Regions from separate parts of the Siniperca chuatsi genome. Here region 1 is linked to region 2. The links are chromatin contacts, called in public Hi-C maps. All regions are on one chromosome and are shown on one strand. The core of a region is the stretch at or near the end of the contact, and the rest is flanking DNA. Distances in the headings are between cores, read along the strand shown. Region 1 holds the start of roraa (nuclear receptor ROR-alpha A). Region 2 overlaps roraa (nuclear receptor ROR-alpha A).

Region 1 (4,957 bases), core at 307-2,806, 56 kb before region 2:
ATACAGTGATGATTATGTATATTGTTTTGGCCATGTTTAGTCCATGACAGAACCTTAACATTTGTCATTTTTGTGCTATTCGTGTCAGTGATCCTTTCTTTAGAAAAGAAAGTAACAGTATGGTAATATAGAATTGTAGACTTTATCGCATGAGGTGCAGACATGAGCTTTGAAAGAGGTAACTAAAAAAGATGGTGTACACTTTCCGTATTTTAAAACATATTAAATTGAGTTCAATGTTATGTTTAAAGGCAGGCACACAGGTTTCAATCAAATTTAATCATCAAGGGGATATACTCTTATGTGAATGATGGTCATTTCCATTAAGACAATCCTAAAGTTTGAGGAAGACCTTGTAAAGTCAGCCTAATGAATATTAATAGCCTATACAAACACTTTTTTTTTAACAGTTATGTTGTGTTTAAAGAGATCACACCTTCCCTATATGATTTGATCACTATAAGTTCATTAGTATTTGGCACAGTGATTTATTTTTATTGCTGACTTGTCTATCAGCGGTCTGGCTCTGTACAGGAGGGCAGGACCACGTCAAAGTCCACGTGCACCGCTTTGAAGAGGCTGGGGATGCCGCCTCGCAGTTTGCCCGCTGATCCCTCACAGAATGCATGTGTTTGTAATTGCTGCTCAACAAGCGGTGCATGGATGCCGGTTGCCAGAGTGACGTTTGATGCCAGCTGTACACGGCACTGTATCTTAAAGCGTATTCTCTCCAAACTGATGTCAGTCTTAACTTTTATCTGGCAGAGCGGAGACACAGGTTATTCTGTGAGTAAAGGGAAGAGTCCTTTCATCAACTCGAGCAGACTGCTCAGAAATGCAGTCCGCTCCTCCCACAGGACGGTGGAGCTGATGATGATGATAATGGTGGTGATGATGATGAAAATAATGATGAGCGCTGTGGTTATCCTTGTTTGAATTCTTAGACATGAAAGTTGAGTTGTTATATGGTCTGGAGTCGCACACAGACTGCCTAATGCTGCAGCCAGGGATGGCATCCACTGGGAATAGATTTGCAGTAAATACTTCCTGTACCTCCGCAGCTTTTGACTGTAAATTGCAAACACAGACTGTATTGTGAATGGAATATGATGATGTGGATGATAGTGGCCATATTTAGCTGGAAGGTATTTGCAGATTGCCATTAAAGCAAAAATAACAACCACAAGAGCTGCAGTTTTCACACATTATATTCTCCTTTTTTAGCTTAATAGCCCAATAAAATGGTTTAGATCATGACATGATGCAAATGCATGTCATCATGATGTATTTTGACCATGTTGGCCAGTTTTCAGTTTCAAATTCAGCAGCAGCCTATAGGCTAGGTACTATTATCACAAGTATTATTATTACACAACTTGTAAGTGAGACAATACATAGGCTCGATGTAGAAAACTGCTGAGCAAGGCTTGACTAATAAAATATTTCCATTTCCCATGTAAAACTGCGCAGGGTCGATCAGCATGGATTATGCTGAGGCCTACATCTATTCTTCGGCTATTGACAACCTCTCCCTTTTCAGTTTGCATGACTGGAGCTCTCACTAGCGCTGCTAGTGGACAATCAAACCTACACACCCACCTCCAGACACACTCGCATTTCTCATTTCTTACTTCTAGTCTAAATTAGATAGCAAGACGTAGTGTCGGAGCTCGCAGATCGCATAGAATTAGTTTTAAGTACTAGCGGTAGTTAAACAGTAAATCTGAAATTCAACATGGAGTCCCCTCCAGATCCAGCGAGCGACCCGGGCAACAGCGCCTCGGAGCCGGCTACCCCGGTCAGGGAAACCCCGGTAAACCTGGAGACGCTCCGGAAAGCGGACCATCCAGCCCCGGTTCGAAGGCAGACCTGTTCAAGCACCAACAGAGGTAAGCGGACCGTGTTTTGCTTTTTACTGTATGAGAAATAAAGACCGATCGAGGTATTTTTTTAATCGAACTTCAAAATGAATTAAATCGCTTCCCCATAAATAACCGCACACTGTCTAAATTCACCCAACCACAGGGACATGGCTTTTTATTTAGTAGGCTACCACCGCGGCTTTTGCCCGTTCGGTTGTAATTAGTGCCTCCGTGTGTGTTGCTGGTGTTCATGCTCCACTGACAGCTCAAATCATAGCGGGGTGATATGGTCACAGATGTCACATTTACTCTGACTGTAAGATAAATCAATTACCCAGCAACTTAAGATTGACCAACAGGAGCTTCTCTTCGTGCCAAAACAGGCCAACCTGTCCGCTCAAACGCGATATTGTCAAAGTGTCAAAAGTGAACTTTTGGAGACTGTGGGCTAGTTTATTGATCAGTCCCATTCTCCTTTGTAGAGACGTGTCCTCCGCTATGCACACAGCGCCGTCTGGCTGGATTTTTACATCTCCAGCTAACAGATTTAGGCTATTCCTGTGTGCAAAAAGACGCCCCAGCAGCTGGAATTTGTTTAGCGCCAGCTCTCAAACACAGTTGCAGGCATGAAGGCGCTGCACGCCTTTTGCGACTAAACCTCCACATGATCAGACAGTGAAAACTAGACAGGCCTATATTATCAATTAGCCCGTCAAAAGTCTGTCTGCTGCTGAGGACTAGTTCATTTTACATGATTTATCCACCACGTCCCGTCCATGTTGTACAGTACAGACAGTATTTAACCACACCCCCTCTCGACTGTCTCCAGTACAGGCTAACCGGGATCATCCAAGTTCAAAGAAATTCAGATTTCTCTGCTGATTCTTCACAGGCAGAGTTGGTGTGTGCATGACAGTGAGGCGAATGGTGTATTTGTGACAATTAATTCATTGCACGGTGGGTTTTGTGCGCGAACTCTTCCTGTGCACAAGGGTATATTTAGAGTGTGATATGGTGAATGTGGAATGTAAGCTGGTTATGTAACAGGTTTAGCCATAAACAGAGGCGCGCAACTGAGAGCAGAAATCATCATCGCAGATCTTTGCACTTTATACAAGAGCTCACCCACTCCCCGTGATCACCACGGTTGTTTAATTACAAAAAAATCACAAAAAAATAAACAAATCACTGCACTTCAGCGGATATTTATATGCCACTGAAGGGAAACTGTGACTTTGTGGGTTGGCACAGCCGGAGCACTTATGTAATAGTGGGGCAAAGACAGGTAGTTGGGAGGCTTCGTGGATTGATTTCTTTTTTCGCAAGTCTGACTTTGAGACACTCCTAACCTGCTGACCCATATTCACCCCACCCTTTTATGCACAGGATTAACGTGCGTCTGGGAAAGAGAAAGACAGGAAAAAGAACGCCTTCGGTCTGTTATGTAATGCTGAATGGGTGAAAAAAAACACCCCACATGTTCAGTGGGACAACCTCTGCAGCTTTGAAGGAGTTTCCCTGCACTGAAACTTTGTTTTGACCCTTTTGCAAAGAATAAGACTGATTGTTAGAGAGCATTAGCAGTAGAAGCCTTAAAGAAAAGTTGTGAGAACTGTTGTCTAAAATGAGTTCTGATTCAATGCCTAAATGAATTGAGTCTCATGTTTAACTGTGTAGTTCAAATTTCCATGTGTCAAACAGGCAGATGCCTGCTCAATTTTCAGAAGACTATGGTAACAACAGTAAATACATTTTTTATCTTATCTTTCACAGTCATTAAGTTGCCATCTGTAGCTTTGATGTACAGTTACATACAGTAACAGCAATCTATTGTGGTCTGCCATCTAACCTATAGCCTACTCTCTTGGAGTGGGTTAACGAGACATTTTAACATTGCAACAATTGGCCTATATTTATTTTCACTGGGCGCACAAAGCTGATTATTTATACCTGTAATAATGTAGAAATATTCACCATGCAGGAGAGCAGAAGAAACGTTTGCTTTCATAAAGAAATGCTTTATGCTTTATTTAATAAAGCATTGATGTAAAGTGTTCTATTAAGGAGTAACTGCAGTTGGTTTATTGCGTTAGGATTACTCAAAAAATAAAACAATAAAAGACATGTATGGCTCACGGTAGTGTTACAGACTTGTAAGACATTTTTTAGGATTACAGTTCTTTGCTCAAACTTGGGCGTTTCAGGCCAGCCACAGAAACCAACATCTGAAAGGCGGCAGACACTTGCTCACGCGCAGTTTCCCTCTTTACACCAGCTGTATTAGACTTTCTGAGGATGCACATTTCTTATCCTGCATGCAGAGCGTTTACTGTTTTAACCCTGAGTGCTAATACCTTTTTAAGTAGAAAGGGCTTACTTCAGCAGAAGCTCTGCTGTAAGACTTGAGTGGGTCAGAGAACAGGCCTTGGAGGGCTGTGGATATCATTACTGGAAAGAAGAAAGGGTGTTATTTTCATATTGCAAGATCCCTCAGTTCGCAAATTTGGAAACAATCAATATTAATGGCTTGGTTATGTAAGGTCATGGTCTCTGCAGAGGCTTGAAACCTCACAGTTGCACAGGGAATCTTTGTAGCCGCAGATCTGATAAGAGCTCCGGTGACATGGATCCTCTGTTAACATGAGCTAGTTTGAGTGTCGAAAGTGTGTATACAGCTCATGTGCGCGTTGTAGTACTGTAGTAGAAGACTACACTGAATGACACTGCACACTACGCTTGTCTTCTTATGCTGTTCAAATGCTTGTTATTGTCAAACATCATTTTCTTTCATTAGGGAGAAAGAGGTGAATGACTACTATAAAAGACAAAAAACATTATGTTGCTTTTAACATATTGTACTTATTGTAAAAGTTGTCTTCAGCTGACATGCGATGTGATTTCCTACAGTGGAGAATATTATAGTGCGTCCTGCTTATTAGCTTGCCTCAGTGTCGTATCTCAATTGAATCTCCGTTTGATCTTTTCAAACTAAATACCAGTTTTCAACCTATTAGGTCACAGTCCCATCACAAGTTTTTGTTACCATTTTCTTAAGATACTTTTTTTTTTTGCCTTTTTAAATGTTTGTTTCATTG
Region 2 (5,599 bases), core at 377-2,876:
AAAGTCCTGGTGCATCCTCATTTTTAATGAGCATGCCTGTCCAACAGAGTGGTGGCTCATTTGTTAGGGAGGGACTGGCTGGGATGACCAGGGACACCTATGGATGGCTGACAGGATGTACATACTCACTGTTGCACTGAGGTGATTGAACAAGTCCCAGAGTGCACCTTGTCTCTGGGATCCCTTCTCCAAATTGTGACAGTCAGAGCCCATCCTCTACTTTCCTACCCTCTCCTTTACTCTCCTCTCCTCTCCTGTCCTGTCCTGTCCTGTCCTTTCCTTTCTTTTCCTTTCCTTTCCTTTCCTCTCTTCCCACGAGTTCCCTTTGCAGATCGACATTACAGAGTGCAGAGGTGTATAGTAAAACTAAAATTATTTCCCAGTTTCAACATTTACTGTGCACTTTGTAGACGAGATGTCAATGTTGTAGATGTTCTTGGCTGAGCTTAATATTACACGCAAAATTAAAGATTTAACAATTTTTGGCAGAAATGTATCTTTAATAAAAAGATAATTGCATTGCTTCTCACGTTTCTCAAAAAGTAAGCTTTTGCAAAGATGATTCACTATACAGTATATCTCTGTTAAGAAGCATGACATGATAATATTTGGTAGAAATTCTCACCAAAGCTTTTATTCATGGATTAATGTTGCGAGGAATGCTACAAATTTCAAGAAAAAGAACAATGAATACTAATAGATAATTGCAATCACAAGGTGTGTCACACTGTTTTAGCGCACAAAATGAGATCACGTACATCAGAACAGATAATTGATGGCAACAGGAAGAAAATGTTTTTAATAGGTTCTGACCTTAAGGCAATAATTGATTCAGTTCGCCTCATCACAATTCACTAATTTCTTTGGGAGAAATAGCTATGGGATTTTCTATTTTATATGGGGGCGGGTGGGTGTAGATGGCTAGAAGCGCGCACAATTACTCACATGAAAGAGCCCATGTTAAATGAGCTTGGCACTCAAGAAACAAACCTCAGAATGTGCCTGTGCAGACTGTTGTGAGCATGTTAATCAATAGTCATGATTTATTTAATGAAGTAGCTGTCAGGAAGTGGTTGTGTGAAGTGTGGAGAGGCTGAGAGGCACACACTGGTTTGTATTAGTGTCCACAGAGATGGAGAGGTTTTGTTTTAACCAAAGCCAAGAATGAGTAATGTGCAGATGTAGTGAATGTAAGTGGCAAATTACCGTGTTAGGACATAAATTTATCTTCTGATATAGAAATATTTTGAACTGTAAGTGGAAAAGCAAATTTCTTTGACAGTTTACTTTGTTTAAGCACATGTCTCATTGTTTCACTGTATGTGCTTGCTTCTGCAGACAGTTCATTGAGGGCACTCAACCACTTTCTAAATTGGCTTCTGATTCATTTCTAATCTGGAAATGTCTAAATACTGCCTTTGGATCAGAGTTTCACTAGCTATGTCCTGAAAATAGAGTGAAAAACAAGCGGAATCAACCATGTCTGTGTTTGTTTGGCCCACTCCGTTCAGGGCTCTTGCGAAACGTAACCAGCGTGGCATTGACAAAGATTTCGGTCCCACAGGCCACAGTGGGTGTGCAGAAGAAAGTGGCCTCGTTCTGGCAGCTGGTACTGAAACATATATACTTAGGCACAGTGGCATACGCTGGCACACGGAGACATACACAAACACACTCAGACACACACACACACACACACACACACACACAAACACATGCAGCGAGAGAGGCAGACTTACATAGCGTCAACAAGGGGAGAGTCCAAACATCCGTAGTAAGTGTTTGACTCAGCTCAACCCCTCATAGACACTCTTAATGGAGTTGGCTCTCCCTCCCCCCTTCACCCTGATTTCAGCTCAAATGAACGCCACCACTTCTCTCTCACTCGCTCTCTCTCGATCGTTGCCTCTGTCTGTGGACAAAAAGTAGTAGGAAGGGGAAGTTAATGATATAAAAACCACCACACTGTCTCTTTAAGTGGGGATTAAAAAAAGAGGAGTGCAGGCCAAGGGAGAAGAGGGGGCTGTGAGGGGGAGTGTAAAAATAAGAAGCCCGGCAGGAGCGGCACTGCAAGGTCACCTCTGCTGTAGTGTCGGGCCTGTCGGATCGAAGGCATGGCTAAGGGGTTGCAGTGGTACGGACCGGTCTCCCAGGAATGCTTCAGGAAGATCTCCTGCCATACCTGAGGCAGCCGCTCATTTATCTGGAATGCTGCGCTCCGACTGCTAACGACCAGCTCAAATTGGACTATTTTTTCCCATTTGTCAGTTGGCCAGCTGCACTGGCTCAGCTGCGCATCTGTGTGGAGGGAAGGCGTAGGACAATGAAAGTTCCAAACTCATTTTTCTCACTTCTCTTCATTTTGTGTCTCTCTTCTCACAGATGGGAGAGTTTTCAGTATTGTTGCTGCCTGTCAGTCTAAGTAAGTCTCCCCTGGCGCAGTGTTAATGGAGACGAGTGCCTTTGGCATGTGGCAAAGCTTTTCCTGTGACATTTATGAGGCCCCTGCACAGCAAGGGTGCTCAGTATGTCTTGTAATCTGCCTGTTGTAGAGGATATTTAACATTGTATGTGAGTTTTCTCCAGTGGCATGAGTTTGATGTTTTAACTCATAAAAAACAATTCTACCCTGTATGGACAACTATTTTCAAAATCATCATGGCACTAGCTGTGAAAGGATCCCTGTACAGCAGTGGCCAAAATAACAGGAATACCTTCAATAAAGTGCAGTCCACTACAACAACACTACACTACAAATTCCAGCATCGAGAATTATTTTAGAGACTAATAAAAAAACTCTCTGACACAGTCTCAAGTTTTGCAAAGTTAATATTCTTTGGAGGGCTATGTGTTAGACTGCATTGTACTGTATTGTACATCGTTTTTTTTTCCACATTGTATTTCCAATAGTATCAGGATTTTTTGTCACCATTGAAATAGGACATACTGTATAATCAGTTTACCATTTCTATTAAAACATGCAATGCAGCGACAGGATGTAGCTGATTGAAAAACTCCCCAAACTATATGAACAACCCCACCTGTTCATTAAGAGGAAATGAGAGTTTTTTTCCACAACATTTTTTATCATTTAAATGAGCTTCATCAAACAGGCCATTAATATGGAAATTACCCTCCTTTAGCTTTATTGCAAACCCTTTGCAAGCCCAGTGAAAAGCCAACTGTTACTGTAGCTTTACACTGACTTTTTACTTTTCAAGTTATCTCCAAGTGTTCTCTCAATGTACTGGGTCGATTATTATCCTGCTTTGCACAGAGTCCTGTTGTGCTTTATAAAATTAACTTACTAAAATATAAATTCATCCACAGGATACAATCAGACTGTACATTTTGTGTGCCTTCCATTACTGTTAACTGAAGTGCAAATTTTAGTAATGTAACTTCTAACTCCCTCCACCAAACTTAAACACACACGTGCATACATTATGCAATAAACCTTTAAAAAACATGTGCTGCACGCCTGAAATGACCTTATGAATTAAACAAGGCATGGTATTGTATATCACACATGTTTTGCCACAGAAAAAATGTCATATGCATTAGTGTTCGTTTTGGTTGGGAAAAGTTGAAAATAGACCCACCTCACCTACACCACTCACACACTCCCCTATATTTAAAAGTGCTCTGATTATAACTATCCCACTGTCTGTAGTTTATTTTTTTGGCTGCAGCACAGTTTGGAGGAAAACCACAGACTGGTCTGGAACTAGCAGAGGCGAGTCAGTCTGACAAGGTGTGAAAAGAGTCATGATCTTCTTCTCTCTCCCTCTCAGATCTCACTTTGATGGACTGCTTTGTAGTGCAAGGAGCTGGGCAAGTGCTGCTAAGCTACATTACAATATATGGCGTGTTTGCCCAGCAGGTGCCATTTCCCTCTCTGCCATAATTTGAAACACTTTGCATTGCTACCGCACTGAATGCCAATGTCAACTTAGGCATGTAGCTCACAGACCTCCTCTTTAAACATTTCCTGCACCACCTGGAAAAAGGATCAGTAATGTGCTGCGTCTTAAACTCAGTTGGTATTAAGATGATGTTTTAATCTATATTAGTGCTTGAATCTTAAAGGGTTGGTTCACCCAAATTTCAAAAAACATATTTTCTTACCCACATTTAGTGGTATCCAGCTACAGAGATAGTTTTGGTTTGTTTGCTCATATCTGTCTTTGAGATTTCTGTCTCCACCCCAATTCACTGGAAGTGAGTGGAATTGTATTCGCAGTGCTCACATGGACATTTAAAAAACTCAACAGCAACATTTGTTTCCAGAAAAAAAAAATCCCTGTTACTCTGTGTAATACACAGACCTCACTTTGAACTGTTTTCACTGGGACTATTTCTTTGGAAGAAAGTAGTTCCAGTGTAAACTGTTGACAGCATGTTCTCTGGAAGTAACGGCACACTGATTCTGAAAAGATACACAGCTGATTTTTTTTCTTACTTTTTTTTATTGCATTCAACTGAAATAAAGTCAATTTATTTATTATTTATATAGCCCAAAATCTCATATTTGCCTTATTTTCCATATTCCCTCAACTCACATGAGTGGGGGGATAACTCTTTAAACTGATGGGAAAACCTTTGGACAATTAACAAAGGAGGGATCCTTCTTGCAGGACAAAAAAACATGCCATATATACAGAGTAGACAGTAGCAAGAGTACAATTACCATATGTAGCGACAGAATGACAATAATAAAGCCAAAACATATCATACTAAAGTTGAAGTGAAACTGAAATTTATGTTGCTATCCTTATCCTTTGTGTTTGTTTTAACTCAACTTGTTTGAGCTGAGATTTTAGTTTTATGTATTTTTCTTAACGCCCCCTACATTAGTGTTCTTTACGGGGCTTGAATTTTTGGTTCAGACTGGCCATGTCGGTACTGTAATTGGATTTATGCAATATCTGTGTGGGCAGGCACTAAAAATAGTTCAGAATTTCACTTCAATTTCGACAGCCACACAGGCGGTAAACCAGATGGGGACGGACGTTGTTAGCCCTACCATTTTGAGCACTGTACATTACTACACAGCTTGACCCATGAAAGAGCGACAGCTAACACTACCTAGCTTATAATGTAGGATGAACATAGCACCAAGTCCGTGTTCAGACCGTCAGTAGCCCTGTGTGAAAAAAACGTAGCCACGTAGCTTTCATTCATTTGAATGGAGCCAGTCCAGTGGTGCCAATGCAGGGTGCTTTGGCAAAACAGCGCAGAGCGCAATGCGCAGCCTTCACCAATTGCATACATGCAAGCACACATTCCTAGATTGCTTTGTAACATAATTGCCATATTTCTGCTGTTTACCTTGTGATCGCTATGACGAAAGATTAAATATTTGCTGCCACGATAACTTTCTAGAGTTGGAAAAATCCTGTCTGTGAATTTTACAAACTGTTGTGCAGTGTTTTGGGATCTGATAAGCCTTCGAAGACATTAGGCTGTTACTCCAACTGGACTTCCTGGATCGTATTTCATTGTCTCACTGGTACCTTAAACAACACGCCCCCAATAACTCAGCACCCTCCAACTGTTTTAATACAAGGCTCAACTGTTGTTTATCTCGGATGCATAT

What was found. A called contact is a pair of places that touch in the nucleus more often than the background predicts.
Region 1: a contact with region 2 is called in a Hi-C map of liver, with 2.0 times the contacts expected there. The contact joins the promoter of roraa here to the enhancer-like site in region 2. A contact is called at or near these places in 2 of 3 Hi-C or Micro-C datasets (liver and skeletal muscle).

Annotation. Positions count from the first base shown.
Region 1 is chrLG4:11,875,610-11,880,566 of ASM2008510v1, reverse strand. It overlaps roraa (nuclear receptor ROR-alpha A), which reads left to right and starts at 1,556. Exons shown (of 10, transcript XM_044193105.1): 1 at 1,556-1,889. The coding sequence starts at 1,736.
Region 2 is chrLG4:11,819,423-11,825,021 of ASM2008510v1, reverse strand. All of the region lies in intron 1 of roraa (nuclear receptor ROR-alpha A), which reads left to right. Among protein-coding and RNA genes, the nearest start is that of roraa, 57 kb to the left of the region's middle. Within about 2 kb of position 1,626, the one cell type or tissue checked has an H3K27ac peak away from gene starts, as active enhancers do. A contact at or near this core is called in liver, where this site is marked.